Regions from separate parts of the Mus musculus genome. Here region 1 is linked to region 2. The links are chromatin contacts, called in public HiChIP or PLAC-seq maps. All regions are on one chromosome and are shown on one strand. The core of a region is the stretch at or near the end of the contact, and the rest is flanking DNA. Distances in the headings are between cores, read along the strand shown.

Region 1 (3,184 bases), core at 515-3,014, 85 kb after region 2:
GAGAATCTTTCTCTTGTGGGGAGAGGTGTTACATGCTTGTAATCCCAGCCTGGAGGTGGAGATCAACCTAGGCTACTTGAGAACTTGTCTCATCTTTGCATTTCTGTAAAGTCCTAGAATCTAGAGCCCCATGTTGTAAGATACAGATAACTGGACCAGAGAACAGTTTGCCCACATGCAGCTTGGAATGAATCTATCTATAGATTAAAAAAAAACAAAAACAAAAACAAAACAGGTGGACAGCCACCCTGGAGGATCTGTCGTATGAAGCCTTGTTTCTGTAAGGTATATTGTGTGTGACATTGGCTTACTGCTGGCAGGGGATCACTGGCTGAATGTAATTCTAGAATATTGGTAATTTGTCCTGTTGACCAGGGATCCTACTGGCTATCCTCCTGATCTTTCGTCTCTGACCACCAGGGGGCGTACGTCAGGCTTCAGAGCATCAGCATTCCCAGCCAGAGTGGAAAGCAAGCTCCTTGGGGAAGAGGGATCAGAGGCATAGGAAAGACTTTTGCTAGAAGAAAAGATGAGAGTTTTCAAAGCGTGGTCCATGGAAAGTGCAGTTAAAAATCGACCCTGCTTGTTCTCTCAGGCTTAGTTAGACTCTGTGGGGATGGAACTTGGGAATTTTGTGTTAAACAATGCCAACAGCCCTGCAGCTAGGACTGTCTGTATTCACACTACTTGGGCTCAACAGTGTTTTTGACCATGTTAACTATCAATCTCTATCAATTTAGTTAATTTACAATCCATTATTATCTTCTAGGCTGATACAAACACACATCTAGCTCTTAGAATTGCTGTGAGCAGTGAAGCAATCAATTTGCATAAAGAGTCCCTGGAAGCATCTCTCTCTCTCTCTCTCTCTCTCTCTCTCTCTCTCTCTCCCTCTCTCTCTCTCTCTCTCTCTCTCTCTCTCTCTCTCTCTCTCTCTCTCTCTCTCTCTCTTCCACACTTTAAAAGTGCAGGGTGAGGTAGGGGTAAACTGGGTGGGGTGGAAAATGTCTTTAATCCCAGCACTTGAGAGGCAAAGACAAGAGGATCTCTATGAGTTCAAGACCAACCTAATCTGTTGTGTTTCAGGACAGCCAGGTTACATAGAGACAAACTGTTTCAACAAACAAACAAATGAACAAACAAAACAAAACTCCAAATAAATAATGTTTCTTCTAGTAGGGGAAGTAGAAAAATAAAGAATGTAAAAAAAGGGCTGGAGAGATGGCTCAGCGGTTAAGAGCACTGGCTGTTCTTCCAGGGGTCCTGAGTTCAATTCCCAGCAACCACATGGTGGCTCACAACCATCTGTAATGGGGGTCCGATGCCCTTTTCTGGTGTGTCTGAAGATAGAGACTGTGTACTCACATGCATAAAGTAAACAAATAAATCTTTTAAAAAAGGAATGGAAAAAAAAAGAAAGAATGAAAGTATAATGCTAATTTTCATTCCTTTTCTTTGTATTTCTCTGAGGGAGGAAATAGGGTCTCATTATGTAGCCCAGGATGGTATTGAACACGTAGCAGTTTCCCTACCTCTGCCTCCCAAGTGCCTGACCCTAACCGGTTTTTAAGAAGATAGCAGGAAGGGCTGGCAATCTGTCTTAGCAGTTAAGAGCAGAGAACGGAGGTTTGGTTCCCAGCAACCACCTGCAACTCCAGCTCCAGAGGGACCCAGCGCTTCTGATTTCCATAGGCATCTGCACTGTGCTCATACCTGCCCAAAGAAATGTAGATAACTTAAAACAAAATACCTTTTCAACAGAGATGACTGGAATGGCAGGAGGTGACCTTGAGGCCTGAATAGGGCCTTTGGAGCAGTGGGTAACCGAGGAACCTGGTCCGGGAATGGAGAAAAGAGAAACGGAGTGATTTAGGAGCTTAGAAGGGGCCCAGTAGTCCCTGCTCACACTGTTAATCATAGCACTCCGGAGGCAGAGGCAGGTATATCTCTGTAAGTTCAAGGCCAGCCTAGTCTACAGAGCAAGCTTCAAAAAACAAAACAAAACAAACAAATAAGCAACACCCCTCCCCAAAAAAGCCCAAACCAATCAAACAAACAAACAAACAAACAAAACATTTAGCATGTGGCTCACCTGTCAGGGTCCTCCAGCAATTAGCTTGCTTCTGCTGATAGACTTTTTCTTCTCTTTTCTTTTTTGAGGTGGGGAGAAGGTAGGGGAATGGGATTAGTGTCTTGTACCCTGCATTTAATTTAAAATAATTTAACCTTAGCCAAAATCATAATTATAGGGCTAGAGAGACAGCTCAGAGATGAGCACACTGGCTGCTCTTCCAGACAACTCGGACTGGGTTCTCAGCACCACATTCTGGCTCACACCGTCTATAACTCCAATCCAGGAAAACTGATGGCTTTCTGGCTACTCAGGCATGGAAGTGGTATGCAAACATGCATGCTCAAAAAACAGGCAGTGGCGATGCACTTTAACCCCAGGACTTGAGGTCGGGGGGGGGGGGGGGGGGGGGGGGGGGGGAGGCAGAGGCAGGTAGATCTCTGAGTTTGAGACCTGCCTGATCTCCAGTGTTGAGGTTTGGTATGTTGCCATGTATCATAATGCTAAATACTGGTCCCCAAGACCTGGTTGCCTCAGGGACAAGGAAATCCTCATGTACCAAGTGATGCTATGTAACCCTGCTCCTTAATTTAAAACTATTAGTTGAATAAAGATGCCTATAGCTGGGCAGAAGAGAGGTAGTGGATCTCTGGTTTCTAGGGATTAGGGTCTGAGGCAGAGGCTGGAGGAAGAGGAGAGAGAGAAGAGAGGAAGACACCATGGAGTAAGGGATCAGAAGAACTGGCCGTGGGCCAGTCATTGTAAGAACAGCCCAGGCAGAACATGGCAAGTCACATCTGGGCTTTATTGACAGGGAAGTAGACAAAATAGCTTAGAGGGCTGGTATCTGCTCAGCTCTAGTGCTGTTAAGGCTTACTATAAATGTAAAGGTGTTGTGTCTTTCATCTGGAAACTGAATGATCAAAAGCAGAAAGGAGTAGAAATTCCCAATTAATATTTTCCACAACAGAGCAAGTTCCAGGACAGCCAGGGTTATACAGAGAAACCCTATCTTGAAAAAACAAATAATCAAAAAAAAAAAAAAAACAGAAACAGAAACAAAGAAAAAAAGAAAAACACCCATATATATACACACACACATACATATATATA
Region 2 (3,655 bases), core at 717-3,216:
ATACCCACGTTGGGAGGCATTACACTCTAGCCTACTTGTGAATAGTGGAGCACAGTGCTGTCAATCTCCTGCATCTGGTTCCGACTAGCAGACATTATTTGTAGCATATTTACAAGAAAATGGTAAAGAATGGGTGACAGAGGGGCTGGTGAGATGGCTCAGCAGGTAAGAGCACCCGACTGCTCTTCCAAAGGTCCAGAGTTCAAATCCCAGCAACCACATGGTGGCTCACAACCATCCGTAACGAGATCTAGCGCCCTCTTCTGGAGTGTCTGAAGACAGCTACAGTGTACTTACATAGAATAAATAAATCTTAAAAAAAAAAAAATTTAAAAAAAAAAAAAAAAAAAAAAAAAGAATGGGTGACAGATTATGAACATTGTTAGTAATCAATGCCTGTTATGTAAATAAGTACTAAGGCCTGGGCAGTATATTTTCTGATCATGGCCTGTCGGCATGACAATATCAAACAATCACTAATAAACAACATGGTAGAAACCCTGCCAACTCCTTACCTTTTTTCGCTCCTCCCATTCTTTCTTCCTATCAGAATCCCAGTTTTATTGAGACGTGGCTCCCTTGAGATGCTGCCTAGGTTTGTTGCTCCAAGCCAGTCATGGTTCAGGCATGAGCATTTTCTGTGAGTCTGGTTCAGGCATGTTGGCTGGGGTAAGGTAGAATTTGGAGAAAGATTGTCCCTGCTCCAATATGACGTCCACAGGTAAAATGACTCCTGTTAGGTGTGATGGTTGACCAAGCTAGCTCAGTCAGCCAAACTGGGTCTCAAGGGAGGGAGTGAGCACTGAAAAGAAAAACACAATTAGACAACATTATAAGATAACTCCAGCCAGTGCTGAGGCTGAAGTGGGTTTATTTTTCCAGTCTGTTTTGGTTTGGTTTGGTTTGGTTTTGGTTTTTTGAGACAGGGTTTCTCTGTATAGCCCTGGCTGTCCTGGAATTCACTCTGTAGACCAGCCTGGCCTCGAACTCAGAAATCTGCCTTCCTCTGCCTCCCGAGTGCTGGGATTAAAGGCGTGTGCCACCAGGCGCCCACATTCCAGTCTACTTTTTTTTTTTTTTTTTTTTTTTTGGTTTTTGAGACAGGGTTTCTCTGTGTAGCCCTGGCTGTCCTGGAACTTGCTCTGTAGACCAGGCTGGCCTTGAACTCAGAAATCTGCCTGCCTCTGCCTCCCAAGTGCTGGGATTAAAGGCGTGCACCACCACGCCCAGCTCCAGTCTACTTTTATATCATTCTAGGTACATACAAAGAATATGGTAAGTCCTAAGGTATAAACAAAGTAACCAAGGAACAAACAAAGCATAAACAAAGGTCCCATGATTACTGTATTCAGAGACTTAACAAGACCCATCAAGATACAAAGAACAGCTGGGCGCCGGTGGCACACTCCTTTAATCCCAGCATTTGGGAGGCAGAGACAGGTGGATTTCTGAGTTCAAGGCCAGCCTGGTCTACAGAGTGAGTTCCAGGACAGCCAGGGCTACACTGAGTAATCCTGCCTCAAAAAAAGAAAAAAACAAAAAACAAAAAACAAAAAAACAACAACAACAAAACAAAAACAAAGAGTAAAAATAAAATAAAAAAGAAAGAAAAAAGAGATACAAAGAACACATTCCTCAGCTGTATTCATCTTGAGCCTACTTCCTAGTCCTAGACCAATGTCAAATTCCTGCCAAATTCCTAGAAGGCAGCCCCAAAAGCTCTTCACAGATGGTGTCTCCTTGTGATATTCCTAGGCTGCTTACAGGAGCTGGGCCAGGGGGTGAATGCAGACATACTACAGATAACAGATAGAAAGACAGACAATGGATGGAGCCTGTTCCTGACAATCTCATTTTCTGCTGCATCTACAAACACAGTAACCACCCTCCTCCTACCTGTAGGTAATTCTCATTACTCACAGAGTCTGTATTTGCAAATTCCCCTAGTGCTTACACGTACTTGCAATTGTAAGATCAATACCTGCAGGCCTTTTGCATTTGCTCACTGTTACATGCACCCGCTCAGCAGTGTGTCTAGCACTGGGCATGGAGGTGGGGGATTAGGGTTGTCTAGAGTGGGGATGAGGGTGAGACTCACCCTGGATACAATATCCTTTGACTCTAGTTATCTAGGTACCATGTAGTTCAATGCAGAAGTATATTTAAGCAAAAGCCATAAAGATCTAGACACTTAGGCCAGGCGTGGTGGTGCACACCTTTAATCCCAGCACTCAGCCAGGCGTGGTTGTGCACGCCTTTAATCCCACCACTCGGGAGGCAGAGGCAGGCGAATTTCTGAGTTCGAGGCCAGCCTGGTCTACAAAGTGAGTTCCAGGACAGCTAGGGCTACACAGAGAAACCCTGTCTCGAAAAACCAAAAAAAAAAAAAAAAAAAAGATATAATCCCAGGACTCGGGAGGCAGAGGCAGGCGGATTTCTGAGTTCGAAGCCAGCCTGGTCTACAAAATGAGTTCCAGGACAGCTAGGGCTACACAGAGAAACCCTGTCTCAAAAAAAAAAAAAAAAAAAAGATCTAGACACTTCACAACAAAATTCTCAGGCTGAGCTATTGGATTCCCCTTGAGAAAGCTTCAAATAGACCATTTCTTTGCAAATAACAGTTTACTTTCACAAAAATAGATGACCTAGCTCATGATCATAATTAGCCTTCTGGAACTGAATGATAAGCCAGTGGCTCTCATTTTCTTCCCTTCCCTGATGCTGTGGACTTCCCACTGTTCCTCAGAACACACATTTTACTGGTAGGTATGTCATGTTTTGTTAATTATCTACATACATGTTATGTCACATCATTAAAAGGGCAAGTATTTTGTAGATGAAATAGAATGATTTTGTGTGTGCGTGGGTGTGTGTGTGTTTGAGAGAGAGAGAGAGAGACAGGGTTTCTCTGTGTAGCTCTGGCTGTCCTCAAACTCTCTCTGTAAACCAGGTTGATCTCAAACCTCAAAGTCATGGGTGCTGGGACTAAAAGTGTGAGACACTGCTGCCTGGCAGAATGAAGCTTTTTGTTGTTGTTGTTGTTTTGTTTTGGTTTGGTTTTTTGTTTTTTCTTTTTTAAAGAATTTATTTATCTCATATATGTGAATACACTGTCACTGTCTTCAGACACACCAGAAGAGGGCATCGGATCCCATTATAGATGGTTGTGAGCCACCATGTGGTTGCTGGGAATTGAACTCAGGACCTCTGGAACAGTAGTCAGTACTCTTAACCACTGAGCCATGTCTCCAGCCTGGTTTTTTGGTTTCTCTGTATAGCCCTGGCTGTCCTGGAACTCACTCTGTAGACCAGGCTGGCCTCGAACTCAGAAATCTGCCTGCCTCTGCCTCCTGAGTGCTGGCATTAAAGGCGTGCACCACCACGCCTGACAGGAAGTTTTACAAAAGGTTTAAGAAGCAAATCCATTCTCTCTTTCTCTCTCTCTGAGTGTGTGTGTGTGTGTGTGTGTGTGTGTGTGTGTGTGTAGGGTCTTGCACATGCTAGACAGTGCCCTATTATTAAGCTAACATTCTCAGCCTGTTCCTCTAATTTTATTTATTTATTTATTTATTTATTTTCAAGACAAGATCTCATATTTCAGGGCCCAGAAAGACCTTGAACTCCTGATCTTCCTGCTTCCATCTCCCAAGTGCTG

What was found. HiChIP or PLAC-seq counts read pairs in DNA pulled down with a chosen protein or histone mark.
Region 1: an H3K27ac HiChIP or PLAC-seq map of embryonic stem cells shows a contact between it and region 2, with 6 read pairs. The contact joins two enhancer-like sites. A contact is called at or near these places in 1 of 39 promoter capture datasets (macrophages), 2 of 15 datasets of contacts at CTCF or cohesin (CD8 T cells and the NIH/3T3 cell line), 7 of 484 Hi-C or Micro-C datasets (B cells, CD4 T cells, the G1E-ER4 cell line and 4 more), 1 of 115 datasets of contacts at active chromatin or transcription factors (embryonic stem cells) and 3 of 9 other capture datasets (adipose tissue, liver and pancreatic islet).

The regions. Positions count from the first base shown.
Region 1 is chr11:77,737,052-77,740,235 of GRCm38.p6, forward strand. No RefSeq gene overlaps it. Among named protein-coding and RNA genes, the nearest start is that of Cryba1, 13 kb to the left of the region's middle. Within about 2 kb of position 1,765, at least 9 of the 459 cell types and tissues checked have an H3K27ac peak or open chromatin away from gene starts, as enhancers often do. A contact at or near this core is called in embryonic stem cells, where this site is marked.
Region 2 is chr11:77,652,270-77,655,924 of GRCm38.p6, forward strand. No RefSeq gene overlaps it. Among named protein-coding and RNA genes, the nearest start is that of Gm23132, 4.6 kb to the right of the region's middle. Within about 2 kb of position 1,967, at least 9 of the 459 cell types and tissues checked have an H3K27ac peak or open chromatin away from gene starts, as enhancers often do. A contact at or near this core is called in embryonic stem cells, where this site is marked.